Linked DNA regions of Mus musculus: all the other regions are linked to region 2. A link is a contact called in public HiChIP or PLAC-seq and Micro-C data. All regions are on one chromosome and are shown on one strand. The core of a region is the stretch at or near the end of the contact, and the rest is flanking DNA. Distances in the headings are between cores, read along the strand shown. Region 1 has its middle 42 kb from the start of Gm30713. Region 2 has its middle 35 kb from the start of 4930567H12Rik. Region 3 has its middle 110 kb from the start of Gm30713.

Region 1 (3,514 bases), core at 758-3,257, 280 kb before region 2:
AATAGCTATCTTCCTGAGTCCTGGTGACCACTGATTATGTTGATTAAAACAGGGACAGATCAGTGATTCTGTGTCCTGACCGATGCTTACCATCACCTGACTATTACAGAAAGATTGCAATGTGCGGTAGAGATACCCCAGGGCTCCTCACCAACACAGAACTGTACTTCACAGCACACTGATGCTGCTGCTGGAAGAGTTTACAATAGTTTGTTTTACGAGTTGATACAAAGAGTCCTTGGTCAGCAGAAGAAGGAAGCTACTGGAAGTCTTGCCTTCTTATTTATACACGTGCCTTCTTGAGGTTGTCCTTAAACTCTCAAATCTAACTTTCACTCTCTTGACCCACAAAGGACCAAGATGATAGCCCCTTGATGGTGAGCCACAACCTGTGTAAACCACTCTCGCCCTGCCTGAGGCTGCGGGCCTCCACACCAATGTCTCTGGCCTGTTCCCCTTCCCTGAGTGGTACTGGGCTCTGGTTCACGGGTGACTCCAGTGTTCAGCTGTGGCTGCAGCTGCCCTCCTCCCTGTCAGGCTCCATGCATGGCTGATAGTACACCAGAGTGGGAGCAGCCACATCTTTGGAATTCCTTTCCGTTTTGAGTCAGAAGAACCCGAGTCTGTTGGCTGCCTGGACACGGAGCCAGAGTTAGTGAGGAGCTTCGATGAGGCTTGTGTGGTACCTCCTGCTGGAGAAGGCAGCGGAGAGCAGCCAGGTTACCAGAGACCATCTAGCCACCCCCTCCCAGGGAGACCCGAGTGGCACCAGCTCATCCCAAATAGAGAGGACATCAACAAGCCAAAGGGAAGTGTTCGTCCAAGGAGTGAATGGGTGGCTCTGTGGAGATTGTTTACAGGAACAAGAGCACTCAAGGGCAGCCACGCTGACAGCAAGTCCCAGCCCAGTCAACTCTTTATTTCATACTTAATAGTGACTGACATCTTTGGGAGAGGAGGGAACTCGTGGGGGTATTTGGGAGGCCTTGTGCTTCCTTTGCCTGGTGAATTCTTCCCATTCCTCCATGCAGGAACATTAACAGACCAGATCTCATGAGGATCACAGCTATTCTACTTCAAGATGGCAAGGGTCCTGTCCAGCCTAGAGAAAGCATCTATATTATAATTATATAGTGTCATTATATTGCATATGTACACACATACATATATATGATATGTATTATTATAATGCACATGTGTTATACAATATGTATCACATGTGTAATATATTCATATATGCATGCAATATATTATTTAATACATGTATTATATGATATGTATTATACATGTAATATATATACGCATATATTATACACACATACATCTATTACACTTATATGCACCCTGCTATATATTCCACAAAGTCCAAGCCTTAGAAACCTGGTCCCCAGGGAAGCACTACCGAAAGGAGGAGATACTGAACACTCTCCTTTACTCTAGCATTAACCAAGTGACAGGTTGTTCAGGACTGGCTTCCTTAGCACCTTCACTTCCTCTGACCAGCTTGCCGTGTCTCACCATGTGACACCCTTTGCTTCATCATGAGCAGAGAAGACGTCAACCCCATGCTCCCAGCCTTCCTAGTTTCCATAACCAAGGACTAAATATATCTCTACCCCATATAAATTGACAAATTGCCCTTCTCGGGTACTCAGGCACCGCCACAGACATGCCCATCCTTGTAAACAAATGTCTGCCATACTTCTATGTTCCGGTCCAAATACTGAATGTCCTGGAATGATGTCAGATGAAGAGATACCTAGGGAGATCATGAACGTCTGTCTGTGTGAAGGGCCGTTGCCATGGCAACTCAGCACCCTTGGGCAGCCTCCTAATGAAGAGTTATTACTTCTTAGCTAAAACACGTCGCAAGGAATGGATGAGTCATCAACTTGTGGAGAGATACAACAAGTTATTTTTTTCTTCCAATTGCTCTAGGATGTAAACACACTGATCTATGTGTGACAATCTCTGCCCACGTCTGACTCACTCACCCGGCTCTTTCGTCACCGAGCTAGCAGAGGAAGGGATGAGAGGTCTCTATTGCCCCCCAGGGACCCTTCAAACATCTGTGGGTGGCATCCTGAGGCATTGGTCACATCCTGTGGCAACTTAGATGAAGTATTCTGAAAGAGGGTTCAGGCAAGAGAGTCTCTATAAAGCTAGCAAGCCTGGTTGTCTGGCAGCCACACTGCGCCTGTCAGGGATATTCCGTGGGCTGCTCTGAGCTCCACATCAGAGCCAGCCACTGTCCTCTCCTCAGCCTCCAGTAATCGGGCAGGAGAGAGGGATAAAAGATCAGAGAGGTGCTGAGCACTCTGGGCCTCTGAGCTGTGGAAAAGGCTTAGGTTTCTGTCTTGGGACCTGGAGATGTGTCTGATAGCCGAGAAGGTCACTCCCCTGGGTTCACTGCTGCTTCTAAATACCTGAGATGTCTTTGCCCTCCTCCCCTGGGATCCCAGACTTCAGGCCAGTGCCCGCACATAGATGATCACCCCACTGCAACATCCACAAGGCAAACCCCCAGAAATACCCCACATGCTCATGTGCTCCCTCGGGATTAAAAACTTTAACTCCACAAAACCATCAAGTCATCTTTGATTTGTGGGGAAGATTTTTCAGGCCGCATATTTGTCAGGCATAAAATATGTAAGGTAGTAAACCATAGGAAAATTATAATAAATAATTAAGAGAGTTCCCTCTTCTGCCCTGAAACCGCAGGACACTCGGAGGCAGGCTGAGGAGACGGCTGAGAAGACGAGCATTTATCTCGCCACTTTCTCCGGCACCCTGTTCTAGTTTTCTCTCTGCTGCTGTCATAAAACAGTTTGAGCATGGGTGAGGGGTGTGGGGAGCTTAGCAGTTCGGAGCACTGATTGTTCTTACAGAGGACCAGGGTTCAGTCCCCAGAACTACATGGTAGCTCACAACCACCCATAACACTAGTTCCAGGGGATCTGACAGCTTCTTCTGGCCTCCACAGGCATCAAGCATGCCAATGGTACACAGACACACAAGTAGACAAACATTCATTCACAAGAGGGGGGAGGGGTATTTGTACTGGAGTGGGTGGGACACAGAGAATTGCCTCTGGATAGAGAGGAGAGAGATGTGGCCCATAGGCAAATGGTGGTTTATAAAGGGAAAGAGGAAAGCCCCGCGTTAGGATGAAGTGTTTAACTTTAATTGAGCATGTTAATTAGGTGAGCCAAAGTGGGCTTTTGATTGCTGGACTTCAATACTTTGATTGCTGGTCCTTGATGGTCAGCCTCAGGAGGAGGAAGTTGCCAAATAAAGGAATAGACCTTGGTGGCTAGCTTTAGGAATCTAACTGGGTTTTAGCAAGGCAGAGGGAATGGGGGAGAAGATCAAGGTCTGCCAGAGCCATATTTGCCATGTTTGGGCCTGCTAGAGCCCCTTTGTATACAATCTCACGTGTGTGCACACACATGTGCGTGTGTATTTATTTGGCTTATACTCTTATGTCACAATCTATCACTGAGGGAAATCAAGG
Region 2 (3,565 bases), core at 966-3,465:
CCATGTCACACTGCCCACACCTGGCTGGTTACTTCCTCCTTGAGAGGAGGTTGGGGGCCTGCTCTCTGCTGCTGGCTCTCTTTTCCACAGGAACAGACTTTTAGCTTGGGGTTCCCTGCCCGGCTTATTGCTTTTAGGGAGCTGAGGTGCTGTGTGAGGCTGAGAGGCTGCACAGGGCTGTATCTGAGAGGAGGCCGGTGAAGGAAACTCGCGCCTTGGGGTTCTGTGCTGTGCTCTGGCTGCAATAAAATAACCTAACAAGAACAATGACTTAGAGAAAGTTGTGTGTGTGTGTGTGTGTGTGCTCGTCTGCTCTCATGCTGGTGCACATGCACATGTGTGCACATGTAGGTTAGAGGTTGTCCTCAGACGCCATTTCTTGGGAGCCTCCCACTTTATTTTATAGACAGGGTATCTCACCAGGACCTGGGGATCACCAATGAGACTAGACTAGCTGGCCAGTGAGCCCCAGGATCCACCTATCTGACTCCCCAGCTCTGGGGTGGCAAGGACATGCCACAGTGCTACCTTTTTGCTCGGGTTCTTGAGGCTGAATTCGGCTCTTCAAGCTCAGTAAACACTTTACCAAGTCAGCCATCTATCCCTCAGGGCCCAGGAAGGAAGGACTTCCTGAGCTTCCAGTGTCGCCAAGGGTAAGAATGGTTTTTACAAATCCCTTATGGCTATGGATCTTGTAGTTGGTCCTATGACATCAGAAAGCAGAGACCTCAGACATAAACCCTTGAACCTGGGCGAGCTGTATGCATCTAGCCATTCCCTCACTACTTCCCCCCTCAGCTAGGCCTGTGTCCTAAAGACTGCTCAGCCTTTCCAAGCAAGACCATTAACTGGGGAGCAAGTATTCAGATGTACAAGTCTGTGAGGTTTATTTTACATCTGAACCTGTCACAGATTCTCACCCATTGCTTTCCTGCAAATCCCGTTCAGAAGTCATGGATAACGTGCATCGACATTTAGAGGTCCTGGTTCCTCTCTTTACATAGTTTCTCAGTACTTCCTGTCTTAGGGGTTCTATGGCTATTGTAAACCCCACAATCAAAAGCAACTTAGGGAGGAAAGGGCTTATTTGATCTGATAGCTTGTAGTTGAGGGAAGTCAGGGCAGGAACTCAAAGCAGGAGCCTGGGGACAGGAGCTGAGGCAGAAGTCATGGAAGGGTGCTGCTTACTAGCTTGCTCCCTGAGGCATGCTCAGCCTGCTTTCTTAGCGCATCCAGAACCCAGCCCAGGCATGGCACTGCCCACAGTGAGGTGGTCCCTCTCACATCAATCCACCACAGAAAGAGGAAGGATGTGTGTAGGTCACAGTGGCATCCCACACTTTTGAAAGCGCAGGTGGTCCTCTGACTTATTCGGCTGGTTTATTGGTGGTGGTCTCTCCCTTTCCTAACTCCTTCCCACCCCGCCTCCCAACACACACACACACACACACACACACACACACACAGCGTTCTCTCCGTGCTCAGCCAAGATCCCCTGTGCCTCTGAGATCTGGGATGGTCAACGAAAGAGTTAACATCTATTAAACCAGTCGCCTTAGGAAACTGCTCTGTTTACAGAACAAATGAAACCAGAGCCAATAAATGACTTTGTCGTCCTTGTCCTTGCGTTAGTGTGGGAGCAGAAAGAGAGGCTGAGTCAGAGGCAGGACTTGCGCATGCGCGTGGCGAAGCAAGAGGTCCAGGGCCCGTCTCCCCTATTCATACTCCACCGTGTTTGTTTGTTTGTTTACTTATTTTTGAGGCAGCATCTCTCAGTGAACCTGGAGTGCCCTGATTCAGCTAGGCTGCTTGGTTTGCCAGCCTAAGGAGACTCTCTTTACTGTCTCCCTGGTAGGCAGGATCACAGGTTCCCAACAACACTGTACCTGACCTTTTCTGCAATGCTGGGGATCCAAACTCGGGTTCCCATGGTTGCGGACAAGCATTTTACTGATTGAGCTGCCTCCCCTTAATGGAGTTTTGCTCTGTCCTGCTGTGGCGTCCGAGGGTTTGTTGGGTGGAAACATTTCTCTTGCTCTGTTGAAACCTCCCAAATCGTGATTAGGCAGGTCGTCTCCGGTGTTCAGTAACAGACCTAGATCTGTCAGCCGGGCTGCCAGCCCTCATTTGTAAGCTCTCTGGAAGGAGTACACAATTGTACTCATTTTCTGTCCACTCCCGGGCCAGCTAATGGCTGCTCCTGAGTCACAGCGCATGATTCAGCATTACCTCCTCCTGGGTCTGCAGGAGGAGCTGATGTCTCCTTTTGCAAATGCGCCCCTTCTGGCCCCTGCTGAGCTCATAATCCAATGCATTGCATAAGCAGCTGTGTACAGGGAGCCCTCTTCACTTCCTGGACTCACAGAGCCACCCAGAGACTCACCGGAGTGGCAGGGGCTTCCTGTCTTCCCCTTCATAAGGTTCCCACTTAGATTTCAGCCATAGAACTGGCAAAGTCTCACCTTTCCCCGGCATTGCTGCTGCTTGCTCGCTGTGGCCTCTGTGAGGCTGAAGGCCTAGCCTTGGAGGTTGGGGTGCTGGCTGCTGAGGGCCAGTAGGAATGGCAAGTCAGGAAGGAGCACAGGTCATGGTCTCTGGGTTATGAGTACCTGGCAATCCAAAGGATGTTTCTCACAAAACAAAACACAAACAAAACAGAAATAAACAGCTCCTCAGGGTATACACAAGTCTAACCTGGCCACAGCTAAGTTACCAGGACTGTATCTGTCACAGGTAAGGGACTTTGAATAAAAACATGTCCCTAGAGATGGTCCCTTCAGCCCTGGCAACTGTCACTTGTCACGTGGACTACCACACAGTCTATCTAAAACAGGAGACAGAAATAGAAGAAGTAGGGTCAGAAGGCTAAAGCCAGGATCCAGGTCTGTGCCCAGAAGAGGCAGGTAGCAGGAGAAGGGGACACTGAAAGCCCTGTGCCCCTCGTGCTTGCAGCGTCAGAGCACACACAGCACTGAGCCAATGGAGCGCACATCACAATCCAGCAGGCAGCCAGTGATCTGTGACAGAGACTGCCTAGGAGACCAGCACTGACTTCCTGCTTCTCCTTTATGGGAGGATCTGTCTTGTGTCAGACAACTGACATATGCCCTCCAGGGTTAGCGTGTCTGTGATTGTCCATCTGGCCACAGGTTCAGTCCAGACCAGACAGGCTTGTTGGAGGTGCTTTGAACTACAGTACTATGACTCTGGCTTTCCAGGCAGAAGCCCCATTTTCTCTTCCCACAGGAGATAATGCCATAGACCTTGTGGGTGATGACTGCTACCTCGTGAGTGACCTCTGTGAACCTACACATTCTGCCGCTCACTCTGACCCCACCATTTTCTCTCCTGCTCTAGAAATAATGAAGCAAGGATGCTTTGAATGCTCAGCACTTCCCACAACACTGGCCCTTCTGAGAAACCACTTCTTGACCTTCTGCTGTCTCGTCCTCCTGTCAGCCTTCACCATCATCCGTCTCCTTCCCGGGCCTGACAGCTCCTCATTCTTAGGCTTCCGGCCTCCTGCATGTGGCCGTACTTCCTGCTCTCCCAGCATCCCCATCAG
Region 3 (3,461 bases), core at 740-3,239, 340 kb before region 2:
ATGACAGGCCGTCCTATTTCAGTTTGAATACAAAGAGAATTAAGAAATGTGGCTTCTGCCACTCAGGGACAGATAGGACCTAAAGCCACAAATTTGAGCCCCGATGGTCTCTTTGGTGTTTATCCCTGCACCTCATCTTTTCTGTGGCTCTTCTTGTTATTCCTGCTCCCTCGGCATTCTCCACATTCTCAGTTCCTCTTACCCCCCAGTTCCTCCTGCCTTGCCTCTCCTCCTTCACTACCATCCTTCTCCCCTCCTTCCCTTTTCCCCTTCTTTTCCCTCCCTTCCCTCCCCCTCCCCCCTTTCCTTTTTCTTTCCCTCCGTATGTGCATTAGCTGTTCTGGACATCTGTCCCAGGGTCTCACACTTGATAGGACAGCACTTGGACACTGAGCCACACCCCCAGCCCTCTCTACTTTATACAAAGATCTTTTATTCTCTCATTTATTTTTGAGTTCCACATATCCCAGAGCGGACTCGAACTCACGCAATAGCTGAGGATGATATTGAATTCTGACGAACCTTCCTCCACCTCCTGAGTGCTGAGATCACAGGCACGGGCTTCACTTTGGAATTTCAGTTAATATTTTCCTTGTATTCTCTAGATAATCACCTGCCATTGTTCCTTTTATCTGAGAGGACAAGGATTTTGTCTTGCTTGCCACTTCATTTCCCTTACTAAAGGCACGACTGGCTCAATTGCTGCTCAGTAAATTTGAGTTATGTGAGCAAGTTTGAGAACGGAAAGCCCCAGATTCTCATGCTTGTTCTTGCGGGATGATGTCACTGGGTGGCTCACAGCTGTACTGTGCCGCTCATCCCCAGCCTTACCTTGCGCTCACCTTCTATAGCATCATTCCCTAAGGCTGGATGAAGGAAGGCTGCCCTTCTCATCAGCTTCTTGGGCTATGCATGAGACATTCTCACAGGCAGGCAACAGACACTAGGGTTCCCTCTCCATTCTGGGGGACTCTCCCCCAGACACTTGATTTCTGGGCCTAAAGCTAAGCTTCTCCTCACTCCTCTGAGGGTGTTTGCAAAGTCTTATGGAAGCATCTCTGTATTTCCAGCACCATCTGCTATCAGCCTGCAGGACACTCAAATGGCCCTGTCCCCTGCTATCTCCAACTTGCTGAAATTATGCTGTAGCTGGGCTCTTCTTCCCAACACTGTGCTATATGTCAGTTGCTTCCTGTGGTGTTCAATGACTGCCTGTCCTTATCCAGGCAACTCTGGCTTATTTTCATCTTCCCACAGGGTTTTTGGGGTCTTATGCCCACTCTCCTGTCCCAGGAGCTCACCAGTGATGTTCCTGGGCTCAGCCCTTTTCAGCACATGGCTGGCATTGGGGGATTGTAGCTTTCTTCTTCTGCTTAGGTACTTCTTGTGCATTTTGTTGCTGGAGGAAGGATCTGACGTTCTTGGCTGTGTCTCTGTGGAGCTTTCCTTAGGATGGATTGAATCATCTCTGCACCCCCGAATCTTTTCTTCCATTCACTGTGGATAATTCCAGTCTATATTCTGAGGCTTATGTTGACAATCTCCGCAACCTCCCCACTTTTCTCTTCTGGCTGTCATTTTAAACCAAGCTGTGAAGCTTTCTCATTCTCTGATTGCATTTCTCCCCTCCTCTCATTTCCAAACACAGTGACTCATGAAATCCCTGGCAATGTCATATATTTTTGTTCTTTTTGTTTTGTTTTGCTTTTTTGACAGGTCTCATGTATCCCAGGCTGGCTCTGAGTAAGCCCTACAAATGAAGAGCATGCACTCCTGCTTCACAAGCTGGGCTCTGGGATTTGAGCTATGCACTTTCACACCTGGTTTAAGAATTTGTTTTTTGTTTTGTTTTGTTTTTAACCTGCTCCGTTTACTAACCTATTTTCTCCAAAGTCTCTCGGTTTCGCTGGGTTTTGCAATCTTCTTTCACTCCTGGCTTTTTGGACTATCTTGTGATCCTTAGTCATCAGGCATCTGGTCCTGAGGTGTGACATGGAGGAGTGAGCCTGCCATTGGTGCCATGGCTTCAGGGCGGGTGCTGGGATGCCAAGGATGTGTCTGTGGATGCCAGAGCACCTGGGAAACCTTTCTACACAGATTCCCCCTCCCCCCTTTCCTCTCCTTTCAAGCTGGTTCTTCCAGAAGCCACCCAGAGGGAGGTCATGCTCAGGTCCCCTCAAGGGGTCTAACTGCTGGGGGAAGATGGCATGAAGACCAGGCCATGGGCAAGCAGGATTCCAGGGGAGGCCTGGGCTTGAAGAATTATCCAAGACATGCACATAGGTAGGTCTTGACTCCAAGGTTTGCCCTTTATCCAAAAGCAAAGATGCAGAGCTTCTGAGCCATGGTATAGCCCATCCTCCAGACGCATAGCTACGAGACTGCATGCCCCGGGGCATTGGCTATGTGCCTGCAGCCACCTGCTTCTAATTTTCCCCATTTGACAGATCCCTTTAATTTTCTTTCCCCTTCAAGTTATCCCACATAAGAGCTGTAACTACATTCAAAGTAAGTGGGCAGGGTAGGCAGGGGAGCGGATAATAGCCATGAAGGCACAAAGCTGACCAAGGTACCACACTGTTAGTGGTTTTGTCTGTGTATGACTCCAGAGGCCAACTGTGCGAGTTCAAACAGTGCTTCTTTACGTTTCCCAGATGCAAGGAAAGCACTCTTGGGCTATGACTCGTGTTGGGACACAGGCTTCATTCTTAAGTGTTTAATGTGAGTATGCTAGATAAAGCTATTATTTAGTGCGATGAACGTAAAATCATGCAAAGAAGTCCAGTCTCATTCAAGCTATAGAGAGAGAGTCAGGCACAGGGGCCCATACCTGTAGGAAGATGAGGAAGCATCAGGCTTGCCAGGGCTACATAGTGAGCCCCTGTCTCAAAAGATCCTAAAACAAGCAAGCAAGCAAGCAAGCAAGCAAGCAAGCAAGCAAGCAAGGAAACAAAGGGTTTGTAGAGCCCCAGGAAGATAAAGCTTGAAGCGACCATAGTGTGTGGCAAGGGCTGGAGAGAAGGTTCAGCAGTGAGGATGCTGGGTGCTCTTCTCAAAGCCAAGTTAAGATCCCAGAACTCACACCAGGCAGTTCACAACCACCTATGGCTCCCATGCTTGCACACACACACACACACACACACACACACACACACACACACACAGAAACTCAAGGCAGGCTTACTCTTCAGGACCAGGCAGAAAAAATCTAAATAGCTGTATTACTTTTTCTCACTGATACAATGAAACACCTACAAAAGTAACTTAATGGACGGACAAAGATTGTTTTGTTTCACAGTACATGGATGCAAGGCATCATGGGGGGAAAGGCTTAGCAGCACCAGTGAGAGACAGCTCATAGCATCCGCAGTCAGGAAGCAGAGAGAGCTGCCTGATGCTGGTACCCATCTCCCATCTCCCTGCTGTTCCGTCCGGACTTCAGCCTGTGTGATGGTTACTTC

The links. HiChIP or PLAC-seq counts read pairs in DNA pulled down with a chosen protein or histone mark. A called contact is a pair of places that touch in the nucleus more often than the background predicts.
Region 1: a contact with region 2 is called in a Micro-C map of the HL-1 cell line, with 2.8 times the contacts expected there. The contact joins two enhancer-like sites. A contact is called at or near these places in 2 of 484 Hi-C or Micro-C datasets (the HL-1 cell line and the N1E-115 cell line) and 1 of 115 datasets of contacts at active chromatin or transcription factors (bone marrow-derived macrophages).
Region 3: a contact with region 2 is called in a CTCF HiChIP or PLAC-seq map of the NIH/3T3 cell line, with 5 read pairs. The contact joins two enhancer-like sites.

The regions. Positions count from the first base shown.
Region 1 is chr8:125,342,159-125,345,672 of GRCm38.p6, forward strand. No RefSeq gene overlaps it. Among named protein-coding and RNA genes, the nearest start is that of Gm30713, 42 kb to the right of the region's middle. Within about 2 kb of position 2,008, at least 101 of the 459 cell types and tissues checked have an H3K27ac peak or open chromatin away from gene starts, as enhancers often do. A contact at or near this core is called in the HL-1 cell line, the N1E-115 cell line and bone marrow-derived macrophages, where this site is marked.
Region 2 is chr8:125,617,481-125,621,045 of GRCm38.p6, forward strand. No RefSeq gene overlaps it. Among named protein-coding and RNA genes, the nearest start is that of 4930567H12Rik, 35 kb to the left of the region's middle. Within about 2 kb of position 2,216, at least 149 of the 459 cell types and tissues checked have an H3K27ac peak or open chromatin away from gene starts, as enhancers often do. A contact at or near this core is called in the HL-1 cell line, the N1E-115 cell line, the NIH/3T3 cell line and 1 more, where this site is marked.
Region 3 is chr8:125,277,677-125,281,137 of GRCm38.p6, forward strand. No RefSeq gene overlaps it. Among named protein-coding and RNA genes, the nearest start is that of Gm30713, 110 kb to the right of the region's middle. Within about 2 kb of position 1,990, at least 29 of the 459 cell types and tissues checked have an H3K27ac peak or open chromatin away from gene starts, as enhancers often do. A contact at or near this core is called in the NIH/3T3 cell line, where this site is marked.